Regions from separate parts of the Mus musculus genome. Here regions 2 and 3 are each linked to region 1. The links are chromatin contacts, called in public promoter capture Hi-C maps. All regions are on one chromosome and are shown on one strand. Each heading gives the region's core, a stretch centred on a gene start, on an enhancer-like site or on the middle of the called end of the contact. The rest is flanking DNA. Distances are from core to core; before and after follow the strand shown.

Region 1 (2,881 bases), core at 170-2,669:
AAAATGTAAACTTTCAATTAATTTTAGCTATCATAGTGATCTACACTGCTTGTCAACTCTTTCCCATTTGGGCTTTTCCTGCCAGTCAGCAAAGAAATGAAAACAGTAATTGTAGTAGAGGCAGTGCTTGCTAAGTGCCTCTGCTGTACTGGCTCAAACCCGTCAGACAGGCACTATTATTAGCCCTACTTGACAAATCACAAAATTGGGACATAAACAGAGCAAATAATTCTGCCAAAGCAACACATCTAGGGATTGGCAAAGACAAAAATATAGATGCAGAAAATGCCAGGCCTTGGATGCCTGCATAAGTGCTTCTTCCAACAAGGTGAGTATCCCAGTTCATGTTGACCATAGGTAAACACAGACACTGTGATACTTAGATACTTGCAGTCATTTGATAAGCTATTTTACATCACTGAGACTAACAAAAAGAAAGATGATTTTGTTCTCTCGGTTTTGAGACACTCATTTTCTCCCTAGCAGTTTCGTTTATATCAGTCTTAAAAACAGATTCACAACAGTTAACTATGAACCAGGGCTTCTACCACATATCGAAGTTCCACAATCTACATTGCCTGCCTGGAGGTAATGCGTTCTTCCTGTGCAGCTGAGACTCAGAAATATCTTTTCCTGCTGACCCTAGACCTAGAATGAACGGTTGCTCAGTGTGAACAGGGTAGAAGGTGGCTTGAACTAAAGGTTGGGAATTTGTGGGAAGGGAGGAGACACAGAATTCCTAGCAAGATATACATGGGCCTCTGTTTTCTTCTGACTTGCTAAGCTGCCAGCAAACTCAGGCTTTTGTGCATGTCGTTTCCTCTTAGGCTTCAAGCGGGTCTTCTTGACACTTGTTCTCAACTCAAATGTTACCTCTTCAGCAATACCTTCTAGGGCGCCCTATCCCGCTTCACTGCCAAAATGGACACATATGACTCTAGGATTTGTCGGTTTCTTCAAAGCCAGAACCCTGACTTTTCAATGACCACTGCATTATAGCGCATAGGCCTTGGCATAAAGTCTATACGCTCTGCACACAGCGTGCAATAAGAAAGGACAGAGACAATACAACAAGGAAACTTCTAGCAATCTCAATCACTTCAAATCCTAGCCCTCCACCTCCGTCTCTTTAAAACGGGGTCGCGCAGACAACCCCGGAAGGGACTGTTTCTGGAACTTTCGGGGGCGGGGACGGGAAGGTGGGCTGCGGCGAGCGGCGTCACGTCCGTTAGGATTACCTGTGGGGCTGGGAGCGAAGCGCACTCGCACCGGGGCCCCGGGATCTGGGCCCAGACTGGCCTCGCGCCGCCCCACGCGGTGCCCGAGGGCCACCACGTGCGGCTCGGCCAGCAGAAGCCTCTTGAGGGGCGCCGCCATGTGGACTAGAAACACACACGTGGGCTCCTTCGCGCGTCACTTCCGCTCGGCGGGGGGGAAAAAAATCACTCCAACCAATCAACTTTCGCCACAGCGAGCGCGGCCCTGCCACTTAAAGGCGTAAGCCGCCTATCTGGGCTGCTCACGCCCCTCTGGACTAGGGCGGCGATGCGCCGCCGCTCGGGGACCGAGCGCTGCGAGCAGGCGATCTCCCAGACCCGCCCCCTCCGGCTGCGGGAATGCTAAAGCGTGGCAGGGGCCGGCCCGGGAAGCGGAGGAGGCGGGTCTCCATAGAAACCTCCACCTGTTTCCGGCCAGCCTGTGTGAAATTAGGGGCTGGTGCGGGGGCCAATCTCCGCCAGCTCGCTTCTTCCCGGCGGCCCCTGCGGTCGTGGTGGGTGTTGTACACAATCATCATGGCGGCGGCCGGAGCCCCGGATGGTGAGTGTGGCGGGGAAGGCGGTCGGTCGGCGGCTGAAGAGCTTGCGGACGCTGCCGGGGTCGTGGGACCGGGCCTGGCCCCGGAGGGAGGAGCGTGGCGCGGCAACGACGGTGCCCGGGCCCGTTCTCGTCGCAGGCCGGGCTCGTGGCGAGCACCCACCCCCCTAACCCCTTTGCAGGCATGGAGGAGCCAGGCATGGACACGGAGGCCGAGGCTGTGGCCACCGAGGCGCCCGCACGGCCCCTCAACTGCGTGGAGGCCGAAGCAGCCGTAGGGGCAGCGGCGGAGGACTCCTGCGACGCGCGAGGCAACCTGCAGCCGGCCCCGGCCCAGCCCCCTGGGGACCCTGCGGCCCAGGCCTCGGTCAGCAACGGCGAGGACGCGGGCGGCGGTGTGGGCAAGGAGCTGGTGGATCTGAAGATAATCTGGAACAAGACCAAACACGACGTGAAGGTCCCTCTGGACAGCACGGGGTCCGAGCTAAAGCAGAAGATTCACTCCATTACAGGTATTCGAGGAGCTGACACCCGACTGCTTCTACCCACGACCTACCTTCTAGCTCTTGATGCTTACGTCGTGCTAAACTGTTAGCGATTTTCTTGCGCCTAGACTCCCGCTATCCTCACTGCAGTTTTCTGAAATCAGTACTTGTATGTCCATTAGTAATCAGAGAGGGAAAATTAGGCCCAGAATGATAGTGGTACCACCAAGTGGTGGAGTGAGATGCAAGCCTGAATCTTGAGTATTAAGGCTCACCCTTCTAACTAATGTTGGACTGTCATTGCTAGGCGCGGTATTTATGAACTTTACAGGAGATTCTGAACAGGTCCAGTATTTAGCCACGGATTTATTTTCAGCAGACAGATCAGTTTCATAAGGGAAGTTCATGAAACAGTGTTATCAACTGTCCTAATGGCCCTTTATAAATATTCATACATGGCCGTTTTATTTGTTTTGGTTTGCTACTTGAAATACTTTCCTTAAAGCTTTCTCCATGTATCGGGTAAAAAGCTTATTGGCTTTCTGTATCTCCTACACTTGGGAATTTTCAGTATTTAAGTG
Region 2 (2,771 bases), core at 73-2,572, about 12 Mb before region 1:
TCCTGAGATCCTTCAAATGACATTTGAGTACCGATTATGTAACTATGCCCTGGTTAGATTAATATTTTAAAATTGTGATTTATTGGGCCTTATGTGGCATAGGCTATACAGCCTACTCTTAGCACTTAGGGATATACTCTCCGGTTAAATTCATAGCCTACTGAACTATACTGCAAACTAAAGTCTCAGATGGGGTGAGGGCAAGAGAAGGTAATACTGTAGGTTCCGACTAGATTTAGTTACAAACTCAAGTTTCTCCCGGCTATTTTTCGACTTCATCAATGACATCACCTGAAATGCAAGTGACTGACGGCTAATGCTGGTCAACCTCCTCATCTTATTGGAATATACACCTGGTACTGCGGCTACTGCACTCTTATCTGAAATGCCTTGTATTGGAAATGGCTTAAGGGTTGGGCCGAGAGGATTAAAAAAAAAAAAAAACGTACCACATGCCACAACTAATGTCTCAATAGGTTAAAGAGCCCAACAGATGCTTTCTTCATCCTTCAGTTTCACAAAACAGGGAAAGCGCATGCAAAGGACCCGAGCGACCACAAGTCCACGGACACACTAAGAGCATTCGCTTTGCCTCCCAGCGGAAGCTCGGCTCCGCCGGGATCTCCGCAGAAGCAGAAAGCTCAACCTCCCATGGCATGGTCATGCCCGGAGATTGGGGAAGGGCAGGCAGGTTCCGAACCCAGTCTCCGGCATCAGCTGCGCTAGGCACAGAGACCCAAAGCGAAGGCCTCGGCCGACTCCGAGAGCCCCTAGGGAGCGCGTGGGAGGTTCGGGCCGCCCTCCTGCCTTCCTCTAACCTTCCAATGAAATAACACTCGGCAATAGAAAGGCAAGGCCCATCCGGCCTCCGATACACGCTCCGGCAGGGCCACCGGGAGCTCCATGGGTTCCACATTAGCCCTGTAGGGAAAATGGCGCCCATCACCCTATTTCCCTCCCGGGCAATCAAAAGGACGAACCTCCCTCCCTTGCTACAAAATGGCGCCTCCCGCTGGGGCCCCAGAATCGGCATAATTCACTCGTCCGTGGGGCGGAGTGGTCCGCGATGAGCAGTTTCGCCATCCAGTCAGGCACAGAAGCTTTGATTCCGTACCTGGCGCCAGCCACTCATGAGCGGGTAGGAAGGTCAGGCAACAATGACGCAGGTGAGGTGGGCGTAGTTAGTGGCGGTTTCCTGCCCGTCAGCTAAATCTAGACCAATCGAGAGCAAGAGTCTTCCAGTGAGTGACGTAAAGACAGCCCAATGGAGGGTAGGGGCGGGACTCAGAATTGCTATGCGGGTTGCGGGGCTTGGGGGCCGGGCGGCTGTTTCCTGTCCTGGTGCATGGTGGTCGGACGAAGGAATTGTTGGAAAATTTTCTCGGAGGTTCGTATATAAATGTGTTTTTACCCAGTGTGCATTATTCTCCGCCCGGCCGCCGCCCTCAGTGCGGCGGCGCGGGCCCACTCGGGCCCCGGCTCTCCCTCCAGCTGCTTATGCTGGTCCTCAGGCCTGGCCGATCCTACGGCCGCCTTCGTAGCGCAGCCCGGGCAGAATCGGAGTTTATTAATAACCCGAGGCCGCCACTCTAGGGCGGCGGAGCCTTTCCCTCTGAGGACGCCACCCCACCCCCCTTCACCCAGCGCCCCGCCTGTCCCCTTAGGGGGCCGCTGAGGGGAGGGAGAGCAGGAGGGGAGGGTGGAGCTCTCGGGAGCCGGGAGGCTCAGCTCGACCTGACCTTCGCGCGGAGCGAGTCCCTGGGCGCTCGCTCGGTGTGGAAGCCGGTCGGACTGGGCCTCCGGGCCTCGGTTCTCAGCAGGCCCCAGCAGGGGCGCGGGGCCCGCGGCTGGGGACACGCCTGCATATCGCCCCCGGGTTTCTTCCTATTCTGATCGTAGGCACATTTATTCGTTTTCACAATTTTTTTCTTCAAAAGTCTGTGAGGCCTAACATCGAATATTCAAAAATAGTCTCTTGGAATGTTTTATAATGGGACTTTCGTTCACTCATTTTTTACTTTCTCCCTTTCATTAAACGATGTTTCAATAAGTAGAAATGAATACCACTGCCCATCTGTTTGTTTAGAATCAAGTTCTGCCTTCCCTTTTGAAATATTCAAATCATCTGGCATATTCCGTTGGGAATGTGAGAAATTGCACGTTTCAGATTGTGTTCAGTTTGGTCCTAAATTTTACTAGGAAAGATGCGTTCAGCCCTATTCGGCAAAAACTTGTGTAACATTTTAACACTTTCTTCATTCTAAGTATATAGTAAATTCATTGTGAAATGTAAAGATCACAAAACAATAAGCATAAATCTTACCCTGACATTTTGAGTATTTGGAGATGAGTCAATCGACTCTACAAATACTCTTCCCCTTTGTTTATTTTGGTTTGTTTTATCTGGGCATGGTGTCTCTGTCTATAATTCCAGCAATCGGAGTCTGAGGCAAGAGGATTTCAAGACTACTCTTTATTACAGATTTACAGCTAGCTACACACTGAGTTCCTGATCTCAAGTATACTAATAACAGCTTTTTGATAGAATATACACACGTTCAAATTCACCTAAAATAGTCCAAACTAAGTCTGGTAGTTCAACTTTGAAATCTAAGCTATCAAGGCAAAAATAGGAGAAATTTCAAATTCAAGGCCTGCCTCCACTACAGATTGAGTTTATGGCCAACCTGAGTTACCTAGGAGTAAGGCCCTATCCTACGAGAAGAGCAGGTTGAGGATATAGCGAGTGGGGGAATGCTTACCTACCAGGT
Region 3 (2,700 bases), core at 192-2,691, about 20 Mb before region 1:
TTTAGACCTCGGTTCCACATTATAAAAAAAGATGCAATATTTGTCTCTATAAGCTTGGCTTATTATGATGATCTCCAGCTCCATTTCTAGCAAATGATATTATATTCCCCTAACATCTGAATATCAATTGTGTTTCCATATCATATTTTCCCCCTGGATAGCCCTGGTCCTCTAGCTTCATGTAGGATTTCCTATGATGTGTCAGTTGTGGGTGGAGATGGACCCCTTCTGGAGGGTGTAAGAAGCAAATGATAGGTTTTAGCGAAAGAATGCCACATACATTATTTTATGAAGATCAGTTTTATGACCGAAATTAGTTTTTATACTTGTCTTGAATAGGTTTAAAGTACGACTTTAACTATTCTTTCTTTTTTTCACCTAGCCTTTCCCCCCATTTTATTGAAAATGGATTTTTTTTTTCGCCTCACATAACATATCCTGATTATGTTTTCCCTTCTCTCCTTCCAGTTCCTCCCCATCTGGGTCCTGCCCCGTTTTGTCTCTCGTTAGAAAACAAACAGGCTTCCAAGGGAAGAAAAGAAAAAAGAAAAAAAAAAAAAGAAAGAAAACTAGCACATCAGTGTTGAACAGAACCAACAGAAGGACAGAATGCATGAGAAGGAACAAGAATCAGAGATACACTTGTTCGCACACTCAGGCGAACACTATAAAATCCCATAAAAAACACTAGTAAACTGGAAGGCAGGCAGGCCCTGGGCATGCTGCCTTAGTCTCAAGAGTTTATAAGAGCATAGAGGGCCTTGATTCTTCGGTGTCCTCCATCCCCCTAGGTTCTTACACTCTTTCTTCCTCCTTTTCTATGGGGCCCCCTGAGTCATTTGGGGAGGGATTTGATGGAGAAGTCCCTTAGGACTGAGTATTCGCAGATGTCTTGGTCTCTGCATAATGTCTGGCTGTTTTCACGTATTAATGTGGCGACGACTATCTTATTGCTGATCCTATCTCTACTACCATCCACAAAACTGTAAAAGCAAATGGACTGTGGGCCTTCATAAGAGTTTCACAGTACCCCTATTTCTGTAAGGCTGAAATTCAAACACCTTTGGTCTAGCCCCACTCTTTAACTGAGGAGTGTAGACCTACGAGCCCCGGGCTTCCTATCTGCTTCTTATTTGCGGGTTGTAGGCTTTAGTGCAAACCAGAACAAAATCTTGGTGTTTCCATAATGTCCATAATGTAAAATAGCAAAAAAAAAAAAAAAAAAGTCAGAGGGGTAGGGAAGGGGGAAGGGAGGAGGAAGAAGGAAAAAGGAAAAAGGTGTTCTGGATATCTGGTTGGTTACTTTTTTGTTATGAAATAAAAATACTCGGGAGATTTGCTTGCCCACACCCAATATGGCGGCAGGAGAACTCGTTCCCGCCAGGTCCGCTTTCACCCAATGTGGTGGAAAGGAGCGCAGTCTCCCGGGCTTTGCCCACACTCAATATGGCGGCCAAGGGACTCGTGTGCTGTCTGTCTACTGCTCAGTTTCCGCCCATTCAACTCCCGGCGTTGAAACGTCAAGAACGTCATTCGAATTCCGTCCGTCGCGTTGCTCTGCACGTCACGGGTGGCGGGAGCGGGAAGGAGTTCGTAATTCGGTTAGTCTGCTCTGGTGAGGAAAGTGCTGTCTATCGCGCAGCTTCCATCCCTCCGTCCGAGCAGCCTCTCGGAGTCCAACCCTTCACATCTGACAGTCGTCTCTGTCCCTTCTTCGCCTCGGAGCTGCTAACTGGTCTCGAACCTCTCAGCACTTCAGCTTCTAGCGGCGATGCATGTGATCAAGCGAGGTGAGGGGTCCGTGGGGATGGGGAGGAGGAGAGGGGACCCGGCTGCGGAGAGCCCAGCGGTCACTATCGCCGGCCCGCCCGACCCGCCCGACCCGCGGCGCCTCGCCGCTTCCCGCGCTTCCCGCCGCGCTTCCCGCCCTGTCTGTCAGCTGGGCCTGTGTCTGCTCAGTCTGTCCCCATTCTCTTGACCTTTGTGTGTTCCCTTTGACTTTGACTTTGTGCTCCCTTCCAGACTCCCTCCAACCCTGTCTGAGATTGTTCCCGAGCACTGTTATTCCTTGCCGCCATCCTCAGAGGTAGCTGCTTTTGGCTCCATTTTTTTAGAAGAGGTTGCAAAGACACGAAAAAGCACCCCAACACCCCCATTCCACCCCAGCTAGTAGTTGGTGAGGTTAGAATTGAAACCCATAGCTCATAATAGCCCTGTGCCTGTCTTTCCTCATTTCTTAAACAAAATAACAGACAAAAGAACCGCGGAGTCGATGATCTGGTGTAGGAGGAAATAAGGAAAAAAAGAAAAGGCAGGACACCACATTTTTTGAACATCTGTCATTTTTCTGGTCTCTTCTGAGGTGGGAGTGTAGTATCATCTCTCCTGCCTCTGCATTTTTGTGGGGAGGTTTTTTTTTTTTTTTTTTTTTTTACATTGTTTGTTCTTGGGACAGGGTTTCTCTGACTGGCCTGGAACTTACTCTGTGTAGATCAGTCTAGCCTCAAACTCACAGAGGGCTGCCTCCTCTATCATAGGTCGATAGACAAAGACTTTTAACCCAAATAGACAAAGACTTAATCCGAGTAGACATGATTAACCACTGAGCAGTCTCTGCAGACCCCAAAGACAATCTCTTAATTGTTTTAAACAGTTTTAAAAGCTGAATATACTTGATTCTTTGGTATTGCCCGCTTAATA

Evidence for each region. Promoter capture Hi-C pulls out the DNA fragments that hold promoters and counts their contacts.
Region 2: a contact with region 1 is called in a promoter capture Hi-C map of cranial neural crest. The contact joins the promoter of Zfp143 here to the promoter of Ears2 in region 1. A contact is called at or near these places in 4 of 39 promoter capture datasets (cranial neural crest, liver and maxillary cranial neural crest).
Region 3: a contact with region 1 is called in a promoter capture Hi-C map of cranial neural crest. The contact joins the promoter of Rrm1 here to the promoter of Ears2 in region 1. A contact is called at or near these places in 3 of 39 promoter capture datasets (cranial neural crest, maxillary cranial neural crest and pre-B cells).

What each region holds. Positions count from the first base shown.
Region 1 is chr7:122,065,667-122,068,547 of GRCm38.p6, forward strand. It overlaps Ears2 (glutamyl-tRNA synthetase 2, mitochondrial), which reads right to left and starts at 1,420. Exons shown (of 9, transcript NM_026140.3): 1 at 1,239-1,420. The coding sequence starts at 1,377. Ubfd1 (ubiquitin family domain containing 1) reads left to right here and starts at 1,532. Exons shown (of 7, transcript NM_138589.2): 1 at 1,532-1,818; 2 at 1,998-2,327. The coding sequence starts at 1,617.
Region 2 is chr7:110,060,389-110,063,159 of GRCm38.p6, forward strand. Zfp143 (zinc finger protein 143) reads left to right here and starts at 1,323. Exons shown (of 16, transcript NM_001374618.1): 1 at 1,323-1,387.
Region 3 is chr7:102,440,254-102,442,953 of GRCm38.p6, forward strand. Rrm1 (ribonucleotide reductase M1) reads left to right here and starts at 1,442. Exons shown (of 19, transcript NM_009103.3): 1 at 1,442-1,790. The coding sequence starts at 1,772.